Linked DNA regions of Capra hircus: region 1 is linked to region 2. A link is a contact called in public Hi-C data. All regions are on one chromosome and are shown on one strand. Each heading gives the region's core, a stretch centred on a gene start, on an enhancer-like site or on the middle of the called end of the contact. The rest is flanking DNA. Distances are from core to core; before and after follow the strand shown.

Region 1 (4,428 bases), core at 1,544-4,043, 97 kb before region 2:
GGGTTAAAGAGGAAGCTGGGTTGGTAAGAAGGGCCGTGTTCTGGAGTCATAAAGATGAGAGTACATAGGTGTTCAGGATGGCAAGAGGCTGGGGGTGGCCCTCAGAGCCTCAGGAATAAGGGAGCTGACTCTGATGTCAGGAGGGGCGGAAGGAAGATGGATATGGAGGGTCAAAGGGCTTCCAAAGGGAAATCAACATGACCCTGGATCCATGCCTCTGACAACACACTCTTGTGTGGCAGCGATGAATGTCTTTAGACTTCAGAGGTTGAGGGAGATTGCTTAATTCCAGGAAGCATCCTTGGGGTCCCGCAGAGATGACATTACTGGGAGAGCGGGGCCATCTGCCCCGCGCCGTGTTCCCCCGGCTGTGGACTTTCCAGTAGCAGATGTCTGACAAAGGCAACTTGTCCTCTCGTCTCGCATCACAGTCTCCGCCTCTGCAGCCCTGCAGTGTTAACAAGCAAAACTGTGCTCATCAGGGTTTGAAACGATCGCCTCCTGTGCGGAAGTCTGGCTCCAGAGGCCACGGAGGCTGGGAATTGACTGCTGGGCGGAGTCACTGGCCTACCTGGCCCTACCTGACCTGGGCTGTTCCCCCCAGGGCACGCTCTGGAGGCAGCCAACTGCCCTGCTGGGCTCCAGGGTGACCGGGCTGCCTGGCACTGCAGCTGGGGCCCTTCTGCCTCTGATCTGTCAGTCCACAGGCTTTTACTGGGAGCCTCCCAGCTATGGTGTTGTGTCAGGAGCTGGAGATGGAGAGGTGATGGAGACAGGCACGGCCCCGAGGAGGGGGAGGGGCAGGAGGGAGGAAAGACTGACACTCAACAAGGGAATCAGTGTATTCCCAACAAGGGGATACACCTTGTGTGTGTATTCACATGCAGAGCAGAAGGGAGTGGTGCAGGGTCATTTCCCAGAGGCGGTCAGGAGGAAGGTGCAGGCCAGGTACCAAGGCGGGGAGTCCCAGGTGGGGAAGAGCTGGACTCTGACCCTGAGAGAGGGTGCTGGGGGGCTGGAACCCAGGGCCCAGGAGCTGCTGAGAAATTAGGCAGAGCCGCCCAGCAATATGGCTTTTATTCCAAATGGAAGCTTTTAAGCAGAAAACTGGCAGGGCCTGGTTTCATTTGTAGGGAGTCTCCCTGGACGGTGTGCTTAGGATGGACTGCCTAAAAAAGAATGAGTCTGGAGTTGGAGGACCCTGCAGTCATCAGATGAAGGTGGCGGAGCGGAGAGGAGGGGACACAGTCAAGAGGCACCACGGAGCGAGACAGGATCTGGACGTGGGGCTGTGTTAGAGGCGGGATGTGAGGTGGAGACAGGAAGCCTGCGGAGAAACAGAGTCAGAGCAAGGGCTGGGTCTGCCTGGCAGACAGCCAGGAAGCCAGAGCGTGGAGGAGAGGGCCACACAGACTGTGCTGTTTTGGAGCTCCCTGCATGCAGATGGTATTTAAAGCCCTGGCACCAGACAAGATCCCCAGGGACAGCATGGGCAGAGCGCCGAGTTCAAATTCTGCACTCTTTCACCTCTCTTTACGCCATGTGGAAGGGATATATAGCATTGCAAATGGTCCCAGCCAATAGGTGGCCACCCTCGCCAGCCTTTGGAGTCCACAGCTCTGTCCAGAACAAGTGCCAGGGGTCCCAGGAGGTGTCTGCTGGCTACTGATGCAGGCAGGGAACCGTGCCCTAAGTGTCACCTTCTCACCATTGGTCCTGCCATTCACAAGCCCTCCAGAGTGAGGTCCCTGCAAGGAGGATGCATTTCCCACGTGAGGGCGGGAGCCTGACGCTCACCTGGAGGGCACAGCACCAGGGCTCAGAACCAGGCTGACACAGGCATCCTTTCTGCCCCTCCCCGTGGGAGTTCCTTCACTCTGAAACTCCTCCAAGGAGCTTTCAGGAAGTCTTCTGCAAAGCAGTCCCTGAGAACGCCTGGTTCAGACCCTTCCTGGTAGTCCCTTCTCTTCCTGTGCCTGCAGGTTACTGCCTTAATGGCAAGCACACGCCTGCCTGCTAAGTCCTGTTCGACTCTCTGTGACCCCATGGACTATTGCCCGCCAGGCTCCTCTGTCCCTTCTTGTCCAGCCAAGAATACTGGAGTGGGTTGTCATGCCCCCCCCAAGGAGACTGTCCCCATCCAGGGATCGAACCCTTGTTTCCTGCATCGCGAGCAAATTGAGCCCAGTACAACATCCACCCAGCACTACCCTTCCTCCCTCTTTGCAGGGAGGGAGACAGCAGCTCAAGAGATTTCTGGGCTCTCCTAGGTTCTGGGCGCCTGCCCTCTGCCCTCCTGAAACAAGGGCATGACCCAGAGCTGGTGTCCAGGCACTCCAGTCCCTGGTGCCCAAGACCAAGGCTGAGAAGGAAGAGCCTTTCCCGCTTGTAAGAGGGTCACACCCTGATACCGACAGTTCGCCCTGGTCCAGGCAGCGGGGCCGCGCGGCCAGGGTCCCCGCGCGTGGGGCGGCCGCGTGGGTCAAGGTCCGGGGCGGCCGGTCGGTCCCTGCGGGGCGGGCCGGGTGCGCTCCCCGCGCCGGGCACCAGGCGTCGCCTCCGCTCCTCGCTGCGCCGGCCCCCGCCCCCGCCGCGGAGCCCGAGCCAGCGGCGCGGAGGAGGCGGCGGCGGCGGCGGGGACCCGGCCCCACAAATTTCCTGCTCGGCGGCGGCGGCGCGGGCGGCGCCCGGACCCCGCGGCCTCCGCGTGTCCCCACGAGCCTCCTGCGCGCCCGGCGGGGACGGCGGGGACGGCGGGGCGCCCCGGAGGGCGGCGGGCGGGCGCCCCGGGAGATGCGGAGTCGCCGCGGCGGCGGCGGCGGGATCGGCGCGAGCGCCCCGGCTCCCGGGAGGTGAGTGCGCGCGAGGGTGCGCGGACCGGGGCCCCCCCGCGAACCCCTGCGGGTGGCCGTGCGCCCGGGGCGGCCCGAGCTGGCCGGGGACACACCGTCTCGGCCGACGCCGCGGGAAGGAAGGGCCGCGCCCGGGTGCCGGGTCCGGAGCCGGGTCTCTGCCGGCCCGGGAGCTTGCCTGGTGCCGGCGTCTGGGGGAGAGCGCGACCCCGGCCATCGGGCCCCCCCGGGGTGGTCCCTCCCCAGCCCAACTTGGCGAGCAGGTAGGCAGCTCTCTCGGGCTCCCTCTGGGTAAACGGACCAGCAGAGTGAGTGTGCCTGCGGGTGGCGATGGCGACAGGGCGAGGTGTGTGAAGGCAGGCTAGACCCAGAGGGGGTGCCGGCGCGTGTGTTGGGGGCTGCAGCACGCAGGAGTCAGACCCGAGCCTTCGGAGAAAGTGACTCCGAGTTGCAGCAACTCCGCGAGCGGCGTGGGCTGCTGTCCGGGCGCCCCTGGCCTTCCCACGGAGGGCAGGGGAGTGGGGTGCCGCTGTGGGGCTTCAGAGATGCGGCAGGGAGCGCTGGGGCAAGTGGGCCCTCCCCTGTGGCCCAGGCTGGCCCACGGTGTCCGCGGGGTGACCTGTCAGAGCGCCTGGGCTGGAGCGCAGCACAAAGCCAAGCCTGCCAGCTCCCCGGGACCATCTGGGAAGGGCTGGACAGCCCCTCGGATGGAGAGGCAGAGCCAAACCTGGAGCGATCGCGCTGAACTTGACCTAAATTCCTTCCTGGCTCGGCAAGCCTTTCTAGAAAGGTGAAACAATTATGCTCGCAGAATTATGCCGTGGATCTCAGATGAGGACCACTACCAGAGTTCCTACCTGGGAAACTCCAGGAAACAGGATTGTGGCTCAATTGTGCTCTAGAGAGAAAGGTGATGGGGTGGGATAACAACCAGCAAAGGCTGGTCAGGTGTTTCAGAAGTTCCCTGTACCACTGTCCAGCCAGCTCCTGACCCTGGGTGTCCCTTGACCTGGGGTGCCTGGAGGTCTTTGTGTCTCAAAGGTCAGTGAAATCCTGATTCTGCAAAATAAAGACCTATGCCTATTTCAGCTGTGAGTGGGGTGGGGTGGTGGGGTGAAGGGAGCGCTGAGCCTTTGCAGAACCAGAGCTCTCAGCCGAAGGAGGGTGCAAAGGGGTGGGCGTGGGTGTCCTGACCGCGCGGTCACTCAGCCTTCGTGGCCTGGGGCAGTGCTCTGTGTGCAAAGAGCGTTGGGAGTCCAGGCTTTCTGAGGATAGGCTCGGAGGCTTTGGGGAGCAAAAAGCCAGGTGGTGACGTAGGCAGGCCCTTCCCAGAGGTGGCACTGCCTCTGACCGTGACCTCTGGCCTTTGTTCACTGGTGTCAGCCATGCTTGTGAACCAACCACTGCCCCCTCACCCCCACCCCGGAAACTTTGCGCATGTCAGCAAGAGCTAAGATCTAGATTTGCTCATGTAGAAGGCTGGGTCTTTGGCTGAATCCAGACGGTTTTAGATGTAAAACCGTAGCTGCTCAGCTCCCCCAGCCGCGTGGGTGGTGGGCACTGAATGAAGAGGTCC
Region 2 (4,958 bases), core at 1,483-3,982:
CAGTGAACCGGCGGGCTTTGATGACCCAGCTGGGACCGCTGACTGCAGCAGCCAGCAATCAAGATGCCTTTCTTTCGGCCGGACTGTTTCTCCACCACCTTTCTTCCTGATTTATTTTAAACTTACCAAAAAAAGAAAAAGAAACGACACCAGTGCAAATTATAATTTTATTTGTGAGTGTTGATTTCCACTAGAGATGAGCAATCTCTCCTGACACTTTTTTCCCCCTGCTGGATTTCGGGCTCTGATTTCTGATGACATAGTCTGGGCACTGGCAGCTGCTAGCTTCACAGAACTGCAGAGGAAATACCCACGTAAATTATGTATTGCCTTTCACATCAGTAGCCTGCCTGGAAATGTTCCGATTGTCAGCCAGTGAGACTCCAGTGCCGAGGACATGGGTTTGAATGAGTTGATCACCTCGGGGCTGTTCAGAAAGCCTTGCTCTGTAAGTATCAGGGGATGCGGCACACAGATGGGAAAAGGGATTTCCGGAAGCTTCTTTATGTCTCTGGCTTAGGTTGGGAGAAAAATGCATTTTCCAACAGCTTTTAAAATGTAATATCGAATGTTGCCTCTCACTGTTAATTTAGGAATGTCATAGCAATTCTATTCCCAGTCAAGTTTGTCTGTGAGCTTATGCTACCAGTTTGTAAAATGTAACATCCGTGTAGGTGGTGAGTGAACAGTTTTGTCCAAAGGATTTGTGCAGATTTTATGTCTTCCTGTGCGTTCAAATTGCTGTTTAATATGAAAGTCCTTTCTCCTCGCTTAAAATGTAATATCTAAATGTTCTTTAAGCAAAGAGAACATGCTTAAAATCTTGGATATGTATCTTTCAGCTAATGTGGAAACTGTAAAGATATTTTAGGAAATATTTGACATGAAAACAGACTAACCAATTTAAAAAATGGGAGAAAGATTTTCTTTTCTGTTTTTTCCCTTCCTTCTCTTCCTCCCTACTCCCACTGTTCTTTTTTTCTTCCTTTCCTTCTTTCCTTGCTTCTTTTATTCTCTCTCTCTCTCTTTCCTTTTCTTTCTCCTGCGGCTTCTATTGAGACTGCATCATTTTCTAATTGCATCTGTTCTCACAGAGACTGTATCTTTGGTGGATATTCAGATTACTTTTCAACGGCTTGTGCTACTTGCCCTTGAATGATTTTGGATACATATGGTGAGGACAGGCTTACTGATGAGAGGAACAAATACGAGGCTGCATCCTCTGAAGTGTTTCATTTAAATCAGTTTCTCCCGGGATGTCAGTCTTTCCCAGCAAAGTACAGGGAACCCCTCCAGGCTCCTGCACGCTCCTCTAGGGACCTCAGGTCCTCTCAGTGTTACGGTTAATGACTCAACCTGCTCACTCGGGGTCACGCACAGAGGCAGGAAGCTGCTGGGTCAGGGCTGACCTCCTCCCTGGGAGCACCCCCTCCCCGCCTGTTAGAAGGGCACCCCAGCAACGTCTTGAATGGGATCTACAGCTCATCTTAAATTTGGCCTTTTCACTGCTGTTTGCACTATGACAGCACATTGGGCTAGTTCACGTCGGAAAGGCTAGAGTGAGAAACCTCACAGTCCTTTATCTCTTATACGAAAAGCCATCTGTCACCTTCCAAACAGCTTTGGTGCTGCCGGGCTGTGCTTTGTTTCAGAGGAGTGTGTGTGTGAGAGTGTGTGAGTGTGTGAGTGTGTGTGTGTGTGTGTGTGTGTGTGTGTGTGTGTGTGTGTGGTGTATGGGACCGCACACAGAAAAGGGTGAGGGACCACTTCTAGGGGAGGTGGCAGCAAAGAGCATCCAGTTATAAATTCCTGTTCTTTCACACGAAGTGGTGGTTGATGTCCTGGCAAAAGGCTCTGAATAAGGAAGACCTGCCTTGTTTCTGGCATAGTACTTTTGAAAGAATCACTGATTTATTATTCTTGGCTGTGCTGCTCTTCCTTGCTGTGCGGGTTTTTCTCCGGTTGCGGCGAGGGGGCCGCTCTCTAGTTCCAGCGCGGGCTTCTCGCGGCAGAGGCTCCGCTCCTGTGTGCGCAGGTTCTCGGGTGCGCGGGCTCCGTCGTCGCGGCTCCCAGGCTCCAGAGCTCAGGCTCAGTAGCTGCGACCGGTGGGTTAGCTGTCTTGCAGCACGTGGGGTCTTTCCTGGCCCAGGGATTGAACCTGTGTCCCTTGCGTTGCGAGGAGGATCGTTAACCACTGGATACCACCAGGGAAGCCCTTTCCCATAGTACTTTGTCCCAATCAGGCACACAGTGAGATTTTATACGATTTTACTCCTTTGGATGCTATTTAAATCCCACCTCCCTCAGTGTGGCTTTGGAGCCAGTAAGGTGGCCGGGGGGTGCTCCCATTCTGTCCCCCAGATCCTGGGCCGGCTTGGGACTCCCATTTCCCCTGAGGAACAGTCTTCACAACACAGGCAGAGACCTGTGTCTTCCATTTCCTGCCCCGGGGACCTCCCGGGGGCTCCCGGGCTCTCGGGAGATGTGAATGGGAACGTCCTCAGCACGAGGGACCAGGGAACCTGTACCAGTCAGCCCCCGGTGGGCAGGGCAGACCTGTGGCGGCTTGATGTTCACCTGTAATAAGGGGTGTCGGGGCTGAAGAGCTTATGGTCTCACCTGGCTTCCCAGTAACAAACTCCCTTACCCCTTTGGCCCTCCTGTCTGACGTCTGCAGGCTGCGGGGCCGGCCTCCGCCTTTGGACTTCACTTCCAGGCTGTGCCCCTGGGCAGCGCCCCCACCAGCCCTCCTCCCCTCCCAGATCCAGGGCCCAGGGCCTGCAGAGCAGAGAGCTGAGCCGTAGCAGACCATGAACGCCCCGCTTAGCGGATTGCACCCCCGTGCTGGAGCCCACGCCGCGGACAAGTGAGGAGGGTGTCGCCGGAAGTGTGCGGAAAGGTGGCGGTGCAGGAGGCCCCGGAGGCGACCAGGTCAGGGAGACGGTGATTTCCAGGGGCACGTGGCAGTGGGCTCACTCCCTCTAGGTCCCAGTGATTGGAAACGGGGTCCCGGGAGGGAAGACGTGACTATGGGCAGGTTGGCCGGAAAAGCCCGCAGTCTCAGAGCCCGGGAAGGCGGCGATGAGGCTGCCCTCAGTCATCCTCGTCTTCCCCGCTCCCGACACCCTGCCCAGCACCCAGCAGGTGTTCACGCAGCAGTCTCCGCGTAAATGAACACGAGCTGGAGAACGAAGCAACATCCGTTGGCTCTGAGATGTTTGGGGGCGATCACTGCTCACGTTTTGTCTTCTTTCAAACACGCATGCGTAGCTCCTCGTTTGAAGCACGGGAAAGCGCTGCAGGCTTTGAATCAGATGCAAAGTCCAAATCCTGAGCCATCACTTCCTTGCTTTGAGACTCCGGGGGTGACTTGACCCCTGTAAGGGCGTAGTTCCCTCTTTAGTGGCTGAGGGAGCAAGATGAGAAGATTCTTACAAAGTGCTCAGCAAGCCTCCTGGCCCTGAGTGGACTCCGTAGAACATCCCTATTTTTATTTCTTTCTTCATGTTCTCCTAATTGCACTGGGTAGCAGTCATTTGTATTTCTTGGGGAAATACATTTAAAAAGTCAGTCGTGCTCAGGGAAAACAGACTCTTAAAAATGTTTTCTAAGGCATTAAAAACAAACAGTAGCACCGTCGATTTTAAGAGCAGCCTGTGTGGTTTCCATTTCAGAACTGTACTCGGTCACATTCATCCTGTTAATAGGGTTTAAAAAAATTTTTTTAAAGGAGGCAGCACAGTACTGTAAGCAGTTTTAAGTCTAAAATCATCTTGCAGAGCCGAGAATTGAAAGTGTGTTTTATTCAATCCGTTTGTGGCCGTTCACACGTGGACATAAGGCGCTGGGGTTCTGCCGGGTTTGAAAATTAAAGCAAAAGGAATGAGACCTAGCTTAATTAGTATAAATGTTGCCGTGTAACTTCTAATCATGAGTGTAATTTGCAATGCACGCTCCCCATGTAATTTAGCACAATGGGACCCGCAGAATGTAGGAGTAGTATTTAATCAAGAGAAATGATTAATGCAGAAATGGGTGGAGTGTGGAGACTGGGATCCTGTATAGAAGCCCCACGTGCCCACTGGGATATTCCGTCTACAGCCCCATTTCCAACACCCCTCACGTCCCCACCCAGAGGACACGGTGTCAGCTCCTGGTCTGTATTACTCAGTATTCTCGTGCCTCAGTTTCCTCACCTGTGAAGTGGGGACCGCAGGGGTCCTGATCTCTTATTGTCGCTGTAAGGATCAAATGAGAGAGCAGGGGAAAGCCCTGGGTACACAGCACTCAACCAATGTCAGGCACACTCCCTTCTCTGAATGTTCTCCGTCATTGCTGTTCGGTCGCTCAGTCGTATCTCTTTGTGACCCCGTGGACTGCAGCATGCCAGGCTCCCCTGTCCTGCACTATCTCCTGGAGTTTACTCAAACTCATGTTCATTGAGTCGGTGATGCTATCCAGCCATCTCATCCTCCATCGTCCCCTTCTCCTCCTGCCTTCAGGCTTTCCCAGCATCAGGGTCTCTTCTAATGTTTTTATTCTTGGGGATCTTGGTAGCCAGCCTGGCGAAAGTGCCCGTTATCCCGAAGAACAGTATGTGGCACTTCTGGGATGCTCTGTCTTTATTGAGGTAGAATTCACATAACCAAAAGCTAGCCACTTTAAAGAGTACAGTTCAACGGCAGTTATTACCTTCGTAATGTTGTAAAGCTGTTGTGTCTGCCTAGTTCAGCACATTTTCATCACCCCAAGGGACCCTCTGTACTCATTAAGCAGATAATCCCATTTCCCCCTCCCTTGCCCAAGCCCCTGGCGATCATGTATCTGACTTCTGTCTCTCTTGATTGCTGTAGACTGGTGGATTCTGCTATTTCATAGGAATGAAATCAGACATTAGGTGAGCTTCTCGTCTGATCTGTTTCACTTCCCTTTGTGTTTTGGGGGGTCACCCACGCTGC

Evidence for each region. A called contact is a pair of places that touch in the nucleus more often than the background predicts.
Region 1: a Hi-C map of blood shows a contact between it and region 2, with 3 times the contacts expected there. The contact joins the promoter of PTPRE here to the enhancer-like site in region 2. A contact is called at or near these places in 2 of 5 Hi-C or Micro-C datasets (blood and liver).

What each region holds. Positions count from the first base shown.
Region 1 is chr26:4,723,107-4,727,534 of ARS1.2, reverse strand. PTPRE (receptor-type tyrosine-protein phosphatase epsilon) reads left to right here and starts at 2,793. Exons shown (of 21, transcript XM_018041550.1): 1 at 2,793-2,852.
Region 2 is chr26:4,625,510-4,630,467 of ARS1.2, reverse strand. All of the region lies in intron 2 of PTPRE (receptor-type tyrosine-protein phosphatase epsilon), which reads left to right. Among named protein-coding and RNA genes, the nearest start is that of PTPRE, 97 kb to the left of the region's middle. Within about 2 kb of position 2,732, at least 1 of the 5 cell types and tissues checked has an H3K27ac peak or open chromatin away from gene starts, as enhancers often do.